3 separate regions of the Zea mays genome follow, and all the other regions are linked to region 1. Evidence: chromatin contacts called from public Hi-C data. All regions are on one chromosome and are shown on one strand. The core of a region is the stretch at or near the end of the contact, and the rest is flanking DNA. Distances in the headings are between cores, read along the strand shown. Region 1 holds the start of LOC103650755 (serine/threonine-protein kinase TIO). Region 2 holds the start of LOC100279939. Region 3 holds the start of LOC100272724.

Region 1 (4,955 bases), core at 862-3,361:
TATGAAATGAAGTATTCCAACCAGCATATATAGACTTAATTACAGGCTACAAGATGAGGAAATTATTATTTTTCGCGTTTGAGAAAAAAGGAAATTATTTTTTAAGATGACAACTACCACGTCAAGATGAAAAATAGATACCTTTAATGGAGCGTAATACAACAGTGTTAGCTGACATAGCACGAGCAAACCCGAAGTCACAAAGCTGTAAATAGGCAAGAAATAAATGAAATTTCAACCATTGTAGCGTAATGGATAAGAATCGCAACTTGAAGACATAAACAACAGCGGATAAGCGAACATTAAAGGCGTGAATCAAGGCCATCAGGATGAAAGCTCATTCTAATAAAATGATTGCATACGTCTAGCTGCCATCATACTATAAGAAACTTAACAGAAAACTGAAACATACCAGATAGAATCAATAAAGTACACTGGATCACGAAAAATAGGAGTGTGTACGTTAGAATAACTGACAATTCAACAATAGATTAGCTACAGCAACATCTTGGAGATATGTGTACGGTGTACCTTGAAGCATCTACTATACATCGTACACTAAAGAAAACTTGATAAAAACTTCAGGATTCAGGAATGGAAAAAAAGACAAGACATTGGCAGGTTATGCATGCCAAGATAGAAGAGAGATTACCTTTACAATAGATCCTTTCCCGATAAGGATGTTCTGAGGTTTCATATCCCGGTGAATAATTCTATTGGAATGCAAGTAATACAATGCTTTCACCTGAAATGAAATATGTTGAAACCATGAAGGGAAGACGGACGGCCAAAACAACTGGCCTGCTATTGTGCAGGGTGCCAGAGCGATGTGCATACCAGCTGCTTAGCAATTGCCTGAACTTGTTCTTCTGGAAGGCATTTATCATCCTCGAGCACCTCAAACAGTTCTCCCTGAGACAAGCATTTTCATTAGAGTTAGCCAGCTGCAAACAATTGAAACCAGTCAAAGATGAGAAAGGACAAGGTAATCAAACTGAGTTCTTGTGTACCTGAGCAAACTCTGTGACAACACAAAACTCCTGAGGGGTTTCAAAGGCATCGATCATTTCAATTATGTTCTCATGTTTGAGTTTCCTTAGGATCTACAGAATTGTGTATGACATCAAGAAGTGAAATGGTATAATGAGATAAGGAGCGCCATTGCCTAATAATGCTAATTTGACAAGCACAACCGAATCGTAGCGGACACCACATCAGAATTATAATTTTTGTAGCCACTCCCAATTCTTTGTTTAATAACAACAAAATACCCAAACCCGAAGTACATGTAGAAATAGAAATGGTTTACCTCAATCTCCTGCCTAAGGTTGTGGATATCCTTATCGGTCTTCCCGTGCTTAAGAATGAACTTCATGGCGACCGTCTGAAACAGAAGCAAAACAGGAGAAAACAAACTCTATGAAGTCGAAACCACACAAAGGGAGTTCATCTAATCATCAGATGGGCCCAAATCCAGCGGGCCCAGGACAGAAGATGGGGAGACGCTGACCTGCCGAGTGTACTTGCGCCTGCCCTTGTAAACCTTGCCGAAGGAGCCCTCCCCGACGAGGTCGATGACATGGTAATCCTCTATCCCCATCTCGTACCCAGCAGGCGCAATAATCTTTGCAAAATCGAAGTTAGTCGGCAGAAGATGCTTGTAGATAGATCAGATCCGATTACAACTAGCCGTTAGGGTTTGGAATTTGGATGCTCGGTTTCGCACAGTAGTAAGGGGAGAAAAAACGGCGGGCGTACCTGGTGGGTGCTCGTTGCTGGCGAAAGCGGCCCGGGCACCTGGCGTTGGGCGGCGGCGGCGGTCGCCCACTCTTTTTTTTTTTTTTTTTTGAATTCTGCCCGCTCCTCAGTCGTCGCCAATCGCGGAGAGAGGGAGCTCGGCTGAGAGAGAAGAGAGAAGAGAGAAGCGAGCACGCGGCGGGGTGAACGGGGGAGAAAATTTGAACAACGGTTATTAACGAGTGGGCGAGCAGGCTTGGAGTCGAACTAAAGCCCACTAAGGATTGCCCTTCTAGATGGACAGCCCAGCCCAAGCCAGCTTGCGAAGATCACATGCATCGTGAGTCCCGACCGCAAAATTCAAATCAGTTCGAGCTTCGAACCATTTCAACGGTGACCTGTTCTTCCCCACCCGGCCACGGCTACGGCCACGGGTCACCCCTCCACCCCAAACCCTAGCACCCCCGATCCAGCAGCAGCCCCCCTCTCCGAGCTCCAAAACCTCTCAGAGATGGCGGCGCCGGCGCCGGCGTTGATGCAGCTCAAGGTGCGGATCCCGGAGAACGAGGAGGTGGCTCGCTGCCTCCACGAGAAGCGGCTGTCTATGAGGGAGCAGCCGGCCGGTTTCAAGGAGCACCTGGACCGCACGTTCGCCAAAGCCTACCGCAATGTCTGCGCCGCCAATGAGCCCATCCGGACTCTCAAGGAGTTCTCCAAAATCAAGTACTAATTCTTTCCTCCTACCTCTCCAATCCATTCTTTTTTTGTCCGTTGCTGGGGTAAATGCTACACTGAGAGAGGAGTTCGATTGAATTTTTTTTGTGCGGTTATTGTTGGTGGGAATTGGAATTGTCTTATTTTGAGCTGTAGTTGGATAGGAACCGGATCTAAAAAGCTGTGTTTTTAGTAACATTTCAGGAATTGGGATTGTTTTCATATCTTGGGCTAATATCAGAAACTTGTGTTTGCATTGCTAATCAATTCTGTAGCTTTTGTTAGCCTACAAGCCGCAATGTGCACTATGATTCTAGAGTTTTTTTTTTCATGAAAGAAATACGCAACCTACTATTTGGTAGTAATACAGTTCTGGACTTTTTGAATAATTTTGATTTACATAGCTGGATGTTTCTAATACTCTATCACTGTGTGCAGTGGTGTAGGACCATGGCTCATACGCTGTATGAAAGGCTTCTTTGCAGAGTCCAAGCAGGATTCTCCAGCGAAAGGTAATGTAGCTGGAGAGTATGGTAACGATTTTCATGCTTAACTGTCTGCTGTTTCAAAATCTTTCCTTTTCCACACCAATTATCTTTTCTGTGAAATCTGAAATGGTGTTGTTTATTCTAATAGGAAAGAAAACAAGAGTACCAAAGTGCTGTGTGACAAAGAAGAAAACTGCTGCTTCTGCTTCTCTTGGTAGCATTATGCTTGCTATAATATTCATAAAAAAAGCATTATGATTTTTATTTAATTCCAATACTTCTTTTGAAGGCAAGGGACCTCCTTCCAACTTAAATTGTCAGAATGCTCAGTTTTCTTCATCCCAAGGAACATTGGAGCTGCAACCATCTGGTAAAACGGTATGTTTGATTCTTTTTATGGATAAACCATGTGCTGCACAGTACTGTCCCTTTTACAACTTTCAATTGCAATATGCTGATTTTTTTGTCCCAGGGTTCTACTGACTTCAATATGCTAGACAAGGATGTTGTATCAATGAACAATTGTATACTGGCTATGCCACCTCGTCAATCAAGTGAAGAGTTTCTTGAAGCTTACGAGGTTGTTCTGATATTGGATGATCGTGAGAATTTTGGGTTTGTATGATCGTATCCTACTAATATAAAATAAGCATTATATATTTCGAGACATATCAGAATTTTGTTCTCATGGTTGTTACCTTTTTTGTGTAGGTATTGTTCAAGAAAAGTTGCTTCAAAAAAGGTTGCTGATAACATTGGCTCGCAGTTTAACGTACCTGTAGAGGTTAGTTGTAAACTGTCTCTGAATAATTATTTTGTGGTCTACAATTCTACATACCATTTTCTAGATTCTTAAAATTATGAGGAACCTTGCAACTTTTATGATTCTATCTTGCTTATAAATATCATGAGCACCAGCCTATTGATGATGTACCAAATGTGTTTGTTCTTTTTGAACATATATAAAAGAAGGGCTATGATGCTTATTTTGATATTTTTGTGTTGTCTTCCAGAGAAAGTGATTCGTATTCTTCTGTTTAAACCTTGTCATCCAGGTTAAACGTTTGCCTGTAGGTGATGGCATATGGATCGCTCGTCATAAAAAAAATTTTACAGAATATGTTCTAGATTTTATTGTTGAAAGGAAAAATGTTGCAGATTTAGGTAGTTCAATTAGAGACAATCGATACAAAGATCAGAAAACAAGGCTGCAGGTACTGTTTGGACTTTCATTGACTACATGTTATTGTTTAAAACCTGAAATGTTCATTTCCCACTTGTCTCTTTCTTCAGTTTAAATTGTTCAATATTCCATGTCTCTGCCGTTGCTTGTTTCTTGTGATGATCCCATTCGGTAGTTGTGGAAGGCTGGAAGCTAAACGTTAAAAAGTAACTTTTTGTCACTATTGTTTCTAATATGTGAATGATTCTCCTATGCAGCAATCAAAATGATGATTAATAATTTAATATCATGTTTATGTTTAACTTTAACATCATTATCTTTATGGAAAATGTAATAGTCTATCAAAGAATTATCTGTAACTTATTTTGCATGTCATGCTACTATTGTAGGTAGTGCTGTTATTAAGAAACAATGTTTTTTACTTTTCCTACGGTTGACGTTGATGATGACTTGTAGATAAATGCTGAAAATGAGACAGAGATGAAAGGTTAATTATGGAAATATAGATTGCTCTGTTCCTAGACGGATTGTTTTGTCCTTGTTTATTTGAGAAACAAAAACAATACAATGAGATACAACCATTTGTTGTGCCTTGTAGAGATGCGGGTTAAGGAAGCTTATGTATCTTGTCGAAGGTGATCCAAATACTTCAAAAGGATCAGCAGCAAGCATAAAAACAGCGTATGAACACTGCCCATTTCACCTGAATCGATAGTATTAGGCCTCGACAGTAATACCTTTTTCTCTTTGTTATGTGTCTTACTGTTATTATCCTTATGATGAATATGTGGTGTGTGTATACATAAAGTATTTAAGAAAGCATATATGTGATC
Region 2 (4,955 bases), core at 1,351-3,850, 310 kb before region 1:
TATAGGAGTATATTCATATTCATGTTTATGTTCAATGACATTAAAACAGATTGACACTACATAAAATGCATCGAAAGTAACTACCGAAGCCTGCAAACAACGTCAGACGTTTGTGATAGGCCCACGAAACCAGAACCGGGCGTGGAGCACCCACGCGACGAGGCTGAGCACCAGCACGCCGCCGACGGCCACCGGCGTGTAGTTGAAGGTGTCCTTGGCGACGGGGTACGCCACCGGCAGGCAGAAGAGCACGGTGACGAGGGCCACCCATAGCACGGCCACCGAGCCGACAGCGATGCCGCATCTCCCGAGGTGAAATGGCCCTGGGACGAACGACTTCCTCGCCGTCGTCACGCGGAAGAAGATGGGCAGCGCGTAGGCGATGTAGAGACCCAGCGTCGCGATGGACACCATGGCCTGGAACGCCACCTGGCTCCCCAGCGACTGCATGTGCACAGATGTGAGTAGTGCGAGCAGTTGAGAAGCTGAGGAGATGAAAGAGCTTTCGCATCGCATGCATGCACACCGTGAGTGCCATGACGAACGCCACGGACACAGAGAGCCAGACGACGTTGAAGGGCACCTCCTGCTTGTTCACCCGGTACCAAAGGTGCGAGAACGGCATCGCCCCGTCCCTGGAGAAGGCGTAGCCCATCCTGGAGTTGCTGGTGACGCAGGCGGTGCCGCAGAGGAAGACGGCGACGGCGATGATGACTAAGCAGGCGATGCCGCCGGCGCCGGTGCCGTATCTCCGGCGGAATGTGTCGTACAGGGCCTGAGCAATGGCGTACCCGCCGGCGTCGTTGCCGGTGTCCAGCAGGTACGGGATGTCAGTGACCACCGACGTGAGAGCCAGCAGGTAAACCCACCCGAACACGCTGGAAAGAGCGACCGAGTACACGATCCCCATCGGCCCGCTCCAGTCCGCCTTCTTCGTCTCCTCCGTCTGCAATATATAATCGACCGACCGTGCTCGTTCAGTTGAGATGGACACATCAGCGCAGCGGCGTCCATGCAGACGAGGGCGGGCGTGTTCAGTGGTCACCATGTGAGCCGACGTGTCGTAGCCAATGCTGGAGTACTGGCTCATGAGCAGCCCGACGGCGAGGATGTAGGCCTTGCTGTGGATGCCCATGCCGTTGTCGGTGTTGAGGTGGGTGAAGACGAACTCGGCGCTCGCCCTCTCCTTGGCAACCGACGGGACCAGGATGACGAGGACGAACACGCCCGCGACGTTCCACAAGGCTCCGAGCTGTCCGAACCAGGAGAGCCACTGGATGTGCAGGCTGTTGATGAGGCCGTGCACGACGAGGATGGCGGTGTAGATGGCAAGCACGACGTACTTGGAGGCGAGGTAGCCGCCGCCGTTGGCCCCACCGGTGCTCAGCAGGATGATCACCTGGATCAGCTGCGCCAGCGAGAAGTCCACGCTCGTGGTGCACGCCCACTGCGGGTGCACGTACGGCGATTTGATCAATCAGAGTCCTGATGAGATGACATGACACTAGTACGCTTATGACTGCACTGCAGCTGCATCTGCAGATGAAGGTTATTGATCCTCTTTTTGCAAAAAGAAAAAAGAAAAGAAAAGAAAAAGGAGGAAACAAAGAAAGAAGAAGATTCTTGGATCCTGTGAAGTTGGAGGGAGAATGTTGTGTATACCTGCCCCACGATGTTGAACCTGCAGAACAGTATAGAAGATAAACTTGATTAGACTACTGGAAACATGATTGGGAAGACGCGCCATGTCGTCATCCATGGCATCATGGTGAAAACAACAGAATTAAACAAGACGCTTTAGTTTCAAAAGATAGATATTTCTGAATCTGATAATCTGCTGCTGTTTTATTATTATTATTATTATTATTGAAACGAATCGAATCTTACGGTCTGTTGTTATCTGGCGCGAGATTGCGGAGGGAGCTAAAGTTGTAGTAGTCTATAGTACTATTTGATTACTATAAAAAATATATATGTTTGCGAAGAGGAGGAAGAAGGTACCATACCATCCGGTGACCCAGGAGGCAAGTGGAGCCCATTCGTTGCCGGCGAGCTTGGCGCTCCAGTAGTAGAGGCCGCCGGAGGTCGGGTAGGCGGAGCAGATCTCCGCCATGGACAGCGCCACGCAGCCGTTGAAGGTCGCCACGACGAGCCAGCCCAGCGTCATGGACGCCGGCCCGCCGTAGCGCAGCCCGGTGTTGTAGGTCGTCGTCACGCCCGTCAGCACGGAGATGATGGCGAAGGAGAAGGCGAAGTTGGAAACAACGCTAGAAATATACACATATATATAGGTAGAGGGTAGGAGCTCGATCAGCAGAGGCAGCTAGCGGCGGCGCGGCAAAGAAATAACGAACGAACGAACGAGCTGAGACTGGAGGAGGAGCGTTGCACCGGCAGCGCGCACGTACGAGAGGCCGCGCTTGAGCTCCTGCTTGTACCCCAGCTGCTGCAGCCGCGCCCGGTCTGCGTCGGCGGCGGCCGGGGCGGCGACGGGAAGCTCGCCGCCGCCGACGGTGCCCATCTCTCTGATCCGGCCGGGGCGTGCGCGCTACAGTCCGACAGGATGAATGTGAATGAGGAGACGTAGGATGTGTTTGGTTGTCTGGCCCAGCCTGAGCCTGGTCCAGTAAGAGGACCAGGCTCAGAAGAGCCCGGATGTACCGAGCCAACAAAGACTGTTTGGTTGCCTGGTCCAAATAAACCAGGCTCATATTATACATTGTTTGGTTCCCTTTTTTTTAGCTTGGCTCAATTAGGTGGGTTGTCGACAGTTTTCTTCTGTACAATGAAGCTCCCGCCAAATTTTAAAATTTTAAACGCTACTACACAAATTACAATAGATTTGAACTAAAAATATAATCACAGATTACACACAGAAATTATCACAGATTGCACAAATTACAATAGATTTGAACTAAAAATATAATCACAGATTACACACAGAAATTATCACAGATTGCACAGATTACAACAGAAATTATCACAGATTGCACAGATTACAACAGAAATTATCACAGATTGCACAGATTACAACAGAAATTATCACAGATTGCACAGATTACACAGATTTGAACTAAAATTACAACAGAAATTATCACAGATTGCACAGATTACACACAGAACACTTGGTCCTTCAAGATGAACAGAACACCTCCTGAAACTGGGAGAGCACAACTGAACCACCACACACTTTGCACAGAACAAACAGGAACACCACACACTTTGCACAGAATAAACTGGGAGAGCACAACTGAACAGTCAGAATCCACTTTGCACAACTGAACAGTAAGAACAAACAGGAACTGAACATAAGAACAGGAACCAACACACTTTGCACAGAAATAAGAACCAAGCTCAGGACTTTCAAGATGAACTGAACACTTGGTCCTTCAAGATGAACAGAAGAAGCACTTTGCACAGAAACTAGGTTCACTTTGCACAGAAGCACTTTGAACAGAAGAACCAAGCTCCATAAACATCACTATACCAGAAATTATACCAGAAACTGACTGTGTCCCCTTGATCAACAGTCAGTGTTCAATATAAACAGTCAGTGTAAACACCATAAACAGTCACTGGTTATCATCACTGGTTGGACATAAACAGGGAAGTCAACAACTCCATAAACAGTCAGTGTATAGTTTTCCGCAGAAATTATTATATAGATCACATAAATTGCCTCAGAAATTATTATCAATTACAATCACTTGATCAACCCATGAGAGTAAATACAATAAATTGCCTCAGATTTGTATGAATAAACACCTCATTTGACCATACATGGGAAAACATAGGGCAGATGGAGAAATCAGATTAAAGGATAGAGTATGTTTGGTTGCCTGACCCAAAATAAAACCAAGAGCAAGGAAAACAAAGCAGTAAGTCAAACTCCCATGAATGGTCATCAGTCAAACATATTTCATCATAGGCAAAATTCACAAAATGAGCAAGGAAAACAAAGCACCAAGTCATACTCCCTTGATTGATCATCATTATAAAACATATCATCATAGGCAAGTAAAGGCAACAGTTAAATATAAAATCATCACAGACCAAAGTCTCAGAATTATTAATTATCATCCACAGTTCCAGATTCAGTGTCATAGGCATAGAGCAAAGTATTAGGCGTATATCAAAGTACTACGCATCGAGCAAGGTGCTTGGACATAGGACTGGTCTGGCATCATAGACATAGGACTGGTCTGCTCAAATCTTTGCAAGGTGCTGCCTTAGCCAAAGCACACGGTGTTTAGGCTCCATCTTCACAAGGTGTTTACCAGCACCAGCACCACTATGAGAAGGGCTGGCACCAGCAGAACCAGAGGCAGTAGCACCAGTACCAACAAGACATGGTTCTTCAGATGCACCAGCACCTTCAGTGATATCCGAGATGGTGCCAAGGGGCTCATTTGAGGCCATGGCATACTTGCCAGTAGCCTGCCCAGCTCCAAATATAATTTGCATCTGCACATAGTTTTCAATTGGCACATTGAGGAATTCAGCATCCTTTGGGTTGTCTTTTGTATGGCCCAGCAGGTGTTCATCATCAAGGATGATTGTGAATGTATTCTCATCCCAATGAGCACCGCTTAGGTCCTTGAGCCTACAAACCCTGATCCATTTTTGACGCCACTTCCTCAAATGATTGTAGACCTGGGTTCCTGTGACTTCTTGGCCACTGAATTCAGTCAGTGCCTTGGCAACAGAGTTGACATGGACCTCCTTGAACCCTTTATCCGTTTTTACTCCTTGCCCGACCAAGTCTGCAAACTTCCTGAGGATAAAGCCTGACATCACAGGGGTCCAGCGCATGGCAGTCCTTGAGGTACTACCAGCAGCAACTTGCTCAACTTCCATAGTCTATATAAAATTGAAGTCAAGAGAAGAGGTAATGAAATGGCATCATAGCATAGGACCAGTTTTCTCAGCATATAAAAAAATAATTAAGCTTCAAA
Region 3 (4,955 bases), core at 713-3,212, 270 kb after region 1:
TTGGGTTCCCGGCAGACATACACGATCCGGCACCCCGAGCGCTCCCTATCCCCGGTGATGCTGCCGGGCAGCAGGGAGTAGGGGAGGTGCGTGGCTAGCACGCGCGGGGACGGGAGAGCCTCCAACTCATCCTTCTGCTGGTTGAAATTAGCATCGAGGAACCTGACACAGTCATGAGGGTTGCAACGACGCAGCGGATGGTCGCCATCCAATGGCGGATGCGTGGAACGCTTCAGCGTCGCGAAGGCAAGGGCCTTGAGCCAAGTGGTGCCAGACTTGGGGAAGCTTGCGACGAACACGTCGGTGGGTCTCGGCTTGAAGCAGGAATGAATGCCGGGGAGGTCTGCCTTCAATATTACCTCAGGCACCCAAAAGTTGGCGTACCGGCGGAGAGGGAACGGTGGGCACCTGGTCTCGAGGGGCAGCGAAGGGATGATGCTGGCTATGTTGGAGTGAGGAGGACTCGCCAATGGTGATGCTGCTTCTTGTGCATTGTTCCCTGACTGCCTGGAAGCCATCATCCAGTTGCTTGCTGCAGCAGCCTACATGAGAACAAAAAATCTTGTCTCTCAGTTTAAAGTAAATATAATAGCGAGAAATTATGGTACATGTAAGGTAAGAGAGAAACCAAGTTTCACTAGATGATGATGATACTCAAGTTATCACCATCAGACCAGGAACCATTAAATTCAATGAACATTAACATTGAAATCGTTCGCATTGCAAGTCACTAACAGTGGAGCTCCAACTCACATTAAGAAGTACCAGGGGGGGGGGGGGGGGGGGGGGGGGGGGGGGGGGGGGGGGGAAGGGCCAACTACAAAGTGCTCATGCTTTCAAGGTGTTGAGAAATTTTGCACAATACTAGTCTTTCACAAGATCGGGATATTGCTCCAAGCAGACACAAAATCTTAATTGGTAGCATGCCCATTCGGCCCAAAAATAAAATCCTAATTGCCATAACTCAACATCAAATGAAGAAAGAATAAAGTGAATTGGCTCTGGTATCTTCTCCACAGCCCAACAGTCCATCGGAACCAGGATATAAAACCAGTACTATTTGTCGCGTTTTAGTTCAAAAATAAGCTAGCTGACGACAAATATTTGAGAACGGAGGTAGTACAATTCTTGCTTGCAAGATTAAACAGCTGATTATTCACTGACTCGACTCAAATTCATGATACCCCAATGCGACCATCTCAATTGTCACTGCTTAATTTGGTTCTATACTTTTTCCCATACTTGAAAGTTGAAACTATTGTTATGCATATCTTCCACTCAGCACAAAAATATCAGCAGTAAGCCAGTACCTTATAGTTGTGACTATGTACTTACTTCTAATTACCCTATTACATTTATGCAAAAAAATAATCATAAAAACGTTGAGATAATCATAGCCACCAGCAAGTCCATCTGCCACATAAAATCCAGCTATGGACTAACTGCAACTACGGGGAGGTTCATGCCCACATCAAGAGCCTCCCAACCCCAACTAGCAGCGACAGTATGGAGTCCCCAACCCTCACTAGCAGCGATAGTTTTCAGAATATAATAAGACTGAGTGTCTGAGTCCTATATGCGGAGCGGAGCGTAGCGTAGCGGATAGATTACGGGCTGTTTTGGTGACTAGCGATTTGGGATTTGGAGCGGATCCAGAAAACCAGTTGCTATTCAAAATTGGATAGGAAGGGTTTTCTTTCTTAGGGATCCCCTCCAAATAAATCCCTGGTCACCAAATCATCTAGGGATTTGACGCACCTGAATGAACAACTGACAGAGACAGTTTTCAGACAGAAATAGTCATCAAAATGCGGAGCAGCAGGCCGTGTTGGTGCCGGCAAACTGGTCGCGTGTCTCTCCCCGAATGCAGCAGCTCCTACAGTAGCACAATTGGAGATGGAGAAGATGGCCTCAGCTGAGGTTTGTTTTTGGCCACTTGGCTCTTGCTATTCTCAGATCACGTGGATCTGGTGGGTCGTCGGACGGCATGTCACCGTCGGCTAGATGGCCTCCGTTGTGGCCCAGATGTTTACATCACGTGCCCATGGGGCGGATTCCATCGTAGAGGTGAAAACGGGTGAAATATATCAGTTGTTTATCGGATATTGATAATATAAATATTTATTTTTGTAATATATTCGGGTATTTTTAAACTCGTGATGGATACGTAGTACAGCTTAGAATTTGAGTCAGACACGGAGCAAAGACTAACCAAATATTCAGGTCGGATACGTGTATCGAAGTTTTAGGTACCTATTTTTTTCTTTTTCTTCATAATCTCTATTACCAACTCCCTCTACCCACAAAAGTTTGTCATTCTCACTTTTCGAGGAGTCAAAGACTTTGACCACATTTATATAAGAAAAAAATTAATATGTATAGTACATAATTGGTATTATTAGATAGATCTTTGAATCTACTTTTGCAGTAAAATTATTCGAAGATATAAATATTGCTAATATATTCTACAAATATAGTCAAACTTAAGAAAGTTTGACTTGCACGAATACCATTGCGACAAACATTTGTGGATGGAGGGAGTATTAAGCACGTACTGTACTGTAGACCTTTCGTCCGCCCTCGGCCACACGATGTGTGTCATCCCCGCCCTCCTGTCTGCATCCTCCGCTCCCTGCATAGCCCGCCCGCCCACCTCGCGCTCGCATCTTAGACTATCTCCAGCAGCTTACCTATACCCATATTCAAACTCCACTCTGCGAATAGTGCAATCTACAATGCAGAATAATGTGAAACAGTGTTTATGGGTAGACTTTGGGTGAACTGCTGGAGTCGGTCTTAGCTCCGTTGTCGGGAAATGTTCCTCGCCCCCCAATGGACCCGCCCCTAGATAAACCTGTGGGAGATAGATATCCCATGTGTTATTATAATCACACTAGGTATATACTCGTGTGTTGCTACAAAGTCAATATGTTATATTAAAATATATAAAGATACACAAGGATTAATTGTCATTCTATGCTCTTGTCAGCGTCTCTTAAATATTAAAGAGGTTAATATACCTTAAAAACTATATACATATGTGCTTGTACTTTGCCATGGAAATTAAATATTAAAATCGCAAAATTCATACTACGGTTTGTTGTAAGATATAAATGTTATAAAAAATGTAGATAAAAAGGCATTACAAAAAAGATATAGTCACTACCGGAATCAATAGCTTTGCCGAGTGCCTGAAGCACTCGGCGAAGCCTTAAAAACACTCGGCAAAGCCTTTGCCGAGTGTAACACTTGGCAAAGAAGACTCGGCAAACAGTGCATCGGCAAAGACTTCTTTGCCGAGTACTTTTTCTCGGGCACTCGGCACAGATGTTTGCCGAGTGCCAGGGAGCACTCGGCAAAGAAAAGCGACCGTTACGACGCCGGGTGACGGAGACGGCGGCTTTGCCGAGTGTCGACGGTGACACTCGGCAACGAAGATAGCTTTGCCGAGTGTCTTCCTGGCAGCACTCGGCAAAGCCGCCTTCTTTGCCGAGTGCCAATTGGCGCACTCGGCAAAGAGCCCGCCAGAGAGGGTCCCCATGTCAGGCTCTTTGCCGAGTGTTCTGTGCGACACTCGGCAAAGCCGACCTCTTTGCCGAGTGCCAGCGACATAACACTCGGCAAAGAACCTAAGCCGGTGCCCAGGTCTGTGCTGTTTGCCGAGTGTTATGTGAGCATGTTGCTCGAAGTTCACGGCCATGTTTAGTGAGCATGTTGCTCGAAGTTTCCGGTACGCTTCTGAAATCGGTCGTAACTTATGCTAAGTACCATGAATATCATTTTTTCATGCACGGTTTTCCAAGTTTCGAGTGACCTGCAGTTCAAATTTGAATTTTCCGAAGAAATTCAAATAAACGAACTAAATCTACTAACGATTGAATCTCTGTTATAATTGTCCACAAATGATACATGTAGGTCTACATAGTGTAGGAACATAACACAAAAAGTTTGGGAGACAAAATCAAAAAAATAAAAATATACTTTGCCGAGTGTCTAGGGACGACACTCGGCAAACAGGTCTTTGCCGAGCGCTAGATGTGTGACACTCGGCAAAGAATACTCTTTGCCGAGTGCCAGCCGCTGGCTCTCGGCAAATACTGACGGCCGTCAGCTTTGGGACGGCCTCTGACGGCCCTTTGCCGAGAGCCCCCTTTGCCGAGTGTTTGGCACTCGGTAAACTAGTCTTTGCCGAGTGTCGACCTGTGCCGAGTGTCCAGCGCTCGGTAAAGAGCCTCGTTGCCGAGAGTATAGCTTTACCGAGTGCGGCACTCGGCAAAGCCTTCTTTGCCGAGTGCCCGACAAAAGGCACTCGGCAAAGATTTCAACACTCGGTAAAGCCTTGGATTCCGGTAGTGAATAATCTATTACATTGTTCTCGATGCAGGGAAGCACAAGACAAGACACGTGTTTTCCAAATCGCACACATGTGTCAACAAAAACAGCAAAACATGAAACTTGCAACACATCTGAGAACAAATTAGGGAAACCATGCTGTAATTAATATAAAAACAGGATATGGAAACAACCCTCTTGGTGACTTGGTCGGGAGTGTGTCCGGGCATGTGCATGCCCTTGCGCTCCCCTCCGGTGGCTTGGCCCGGTCCTTTCGTTTCCCACATGGAGGTGGAGACATGCCTTGCACTCAACAAGGATGGCTTGCTCCTCATGCCTGGCGGCGACCATGGCTCGCTCCTCATCCCTTGGACATCTTCTGCACGCAAAACACACTGATCCAAATGCCAATTCATAAAACTATCATTCTATCAATACAAGATTAATTTGTGCACTCCATCAATCTATGTAGATACAAAGCATATCCATTCTCTTTTGTTTAGCTCAACCTCCATAACCTGGAGTTCTTTCTCTTTTTCTTTAGATCCTAAATATCAACATTAAGTAATGTAACAACGATGAGATATACCTCTCTTTAACTTTAATAGATAGCATAATAGGAG

The links. A called contact is a pair of places that touch in the nucleus more often than the background predicts.
Region 2: a Hi-C map of leaf shows a contact between it and region 1, with 5 times the contacts expected there. The contact joins the promoter of LOC100279939 here to the promoter of LOC103650755 in region 1. A contact is called at or near these places in 3 of 25 Hi-C or Micro-C datasets (ear, leaf and tassel).
Region 3: a contact with region 1 is called in a Hi-C map of leaf, with 4 times the contacts expected there. The contact joins the promoter of LOC100272724 here to the promoter of LOC103650755 in region 1. A contact is called at or near these places in 2 of 25 Hi-C or Micro-C datasets (both in leaf).

Annotation. Positions count from the first base shown.
Region 1 is chr3:153,166,756-153,171,710 of Zm-B73-REFERENCE-NAM-5.0, reverse strand. LOC103650755 (serine/threonine-protein kinase TIO) reads right to left here and starts at 2,111. Exons shown (of 23, transcript XM_008676326.4): 1 at 1,759-2,111; 2 at 1,511-1,624; 3 at 1,310-1,384; 4 at 1,011-1,103; 5 at 838-912; 6 at 653-745; 7 at 142-205. The coding sequence starts at 1,600. It overlaps LOC103650756 (crossover junction endonuclease MUS81), which reads left to right and starts at 2,062. Exons shown (of 11, transcript XM_008676327.3): 1 at 2,062-2,460; 2 at 2,890-2,963; 3 at 3,088-3,153; 4 at 3,229-3,317; 5 at 3,412-3,554; 6 at 3,651-3,723; 7 at 3,995-4,153; 8 at 4,721-4,803. The coding sequence starts at 2,249.
Region 2 is chr3:153,477,244-153,482,198 of Zm-B73-REFERENCE-NAM-5.0, reverse strand. LOC100279939 reads right to left here and starts at 2,600. Exons shown (of 6, transcript NM_001320481.1): 1 at 2,409-2,600; 2 at 2,007-2,267; 3 at 1,663-1,681; 4 at 1,046-1,447; 5 at 527-946; 6 at 3-444. The coding sequence starts at 2,521. The coding sequence ends at 103.
Region 3 is chr3:152,891,740-152,896,694 of Zm-B73-REFERENCE-NAM-5.0, reverse strand. LOC100272724 reads right to left here and starts at 1,962. Exons shown (of 2, transcript NM_001147177.1): 1 at 1,759-1,962; 2 at 1-542. The coding sequence starts at 521.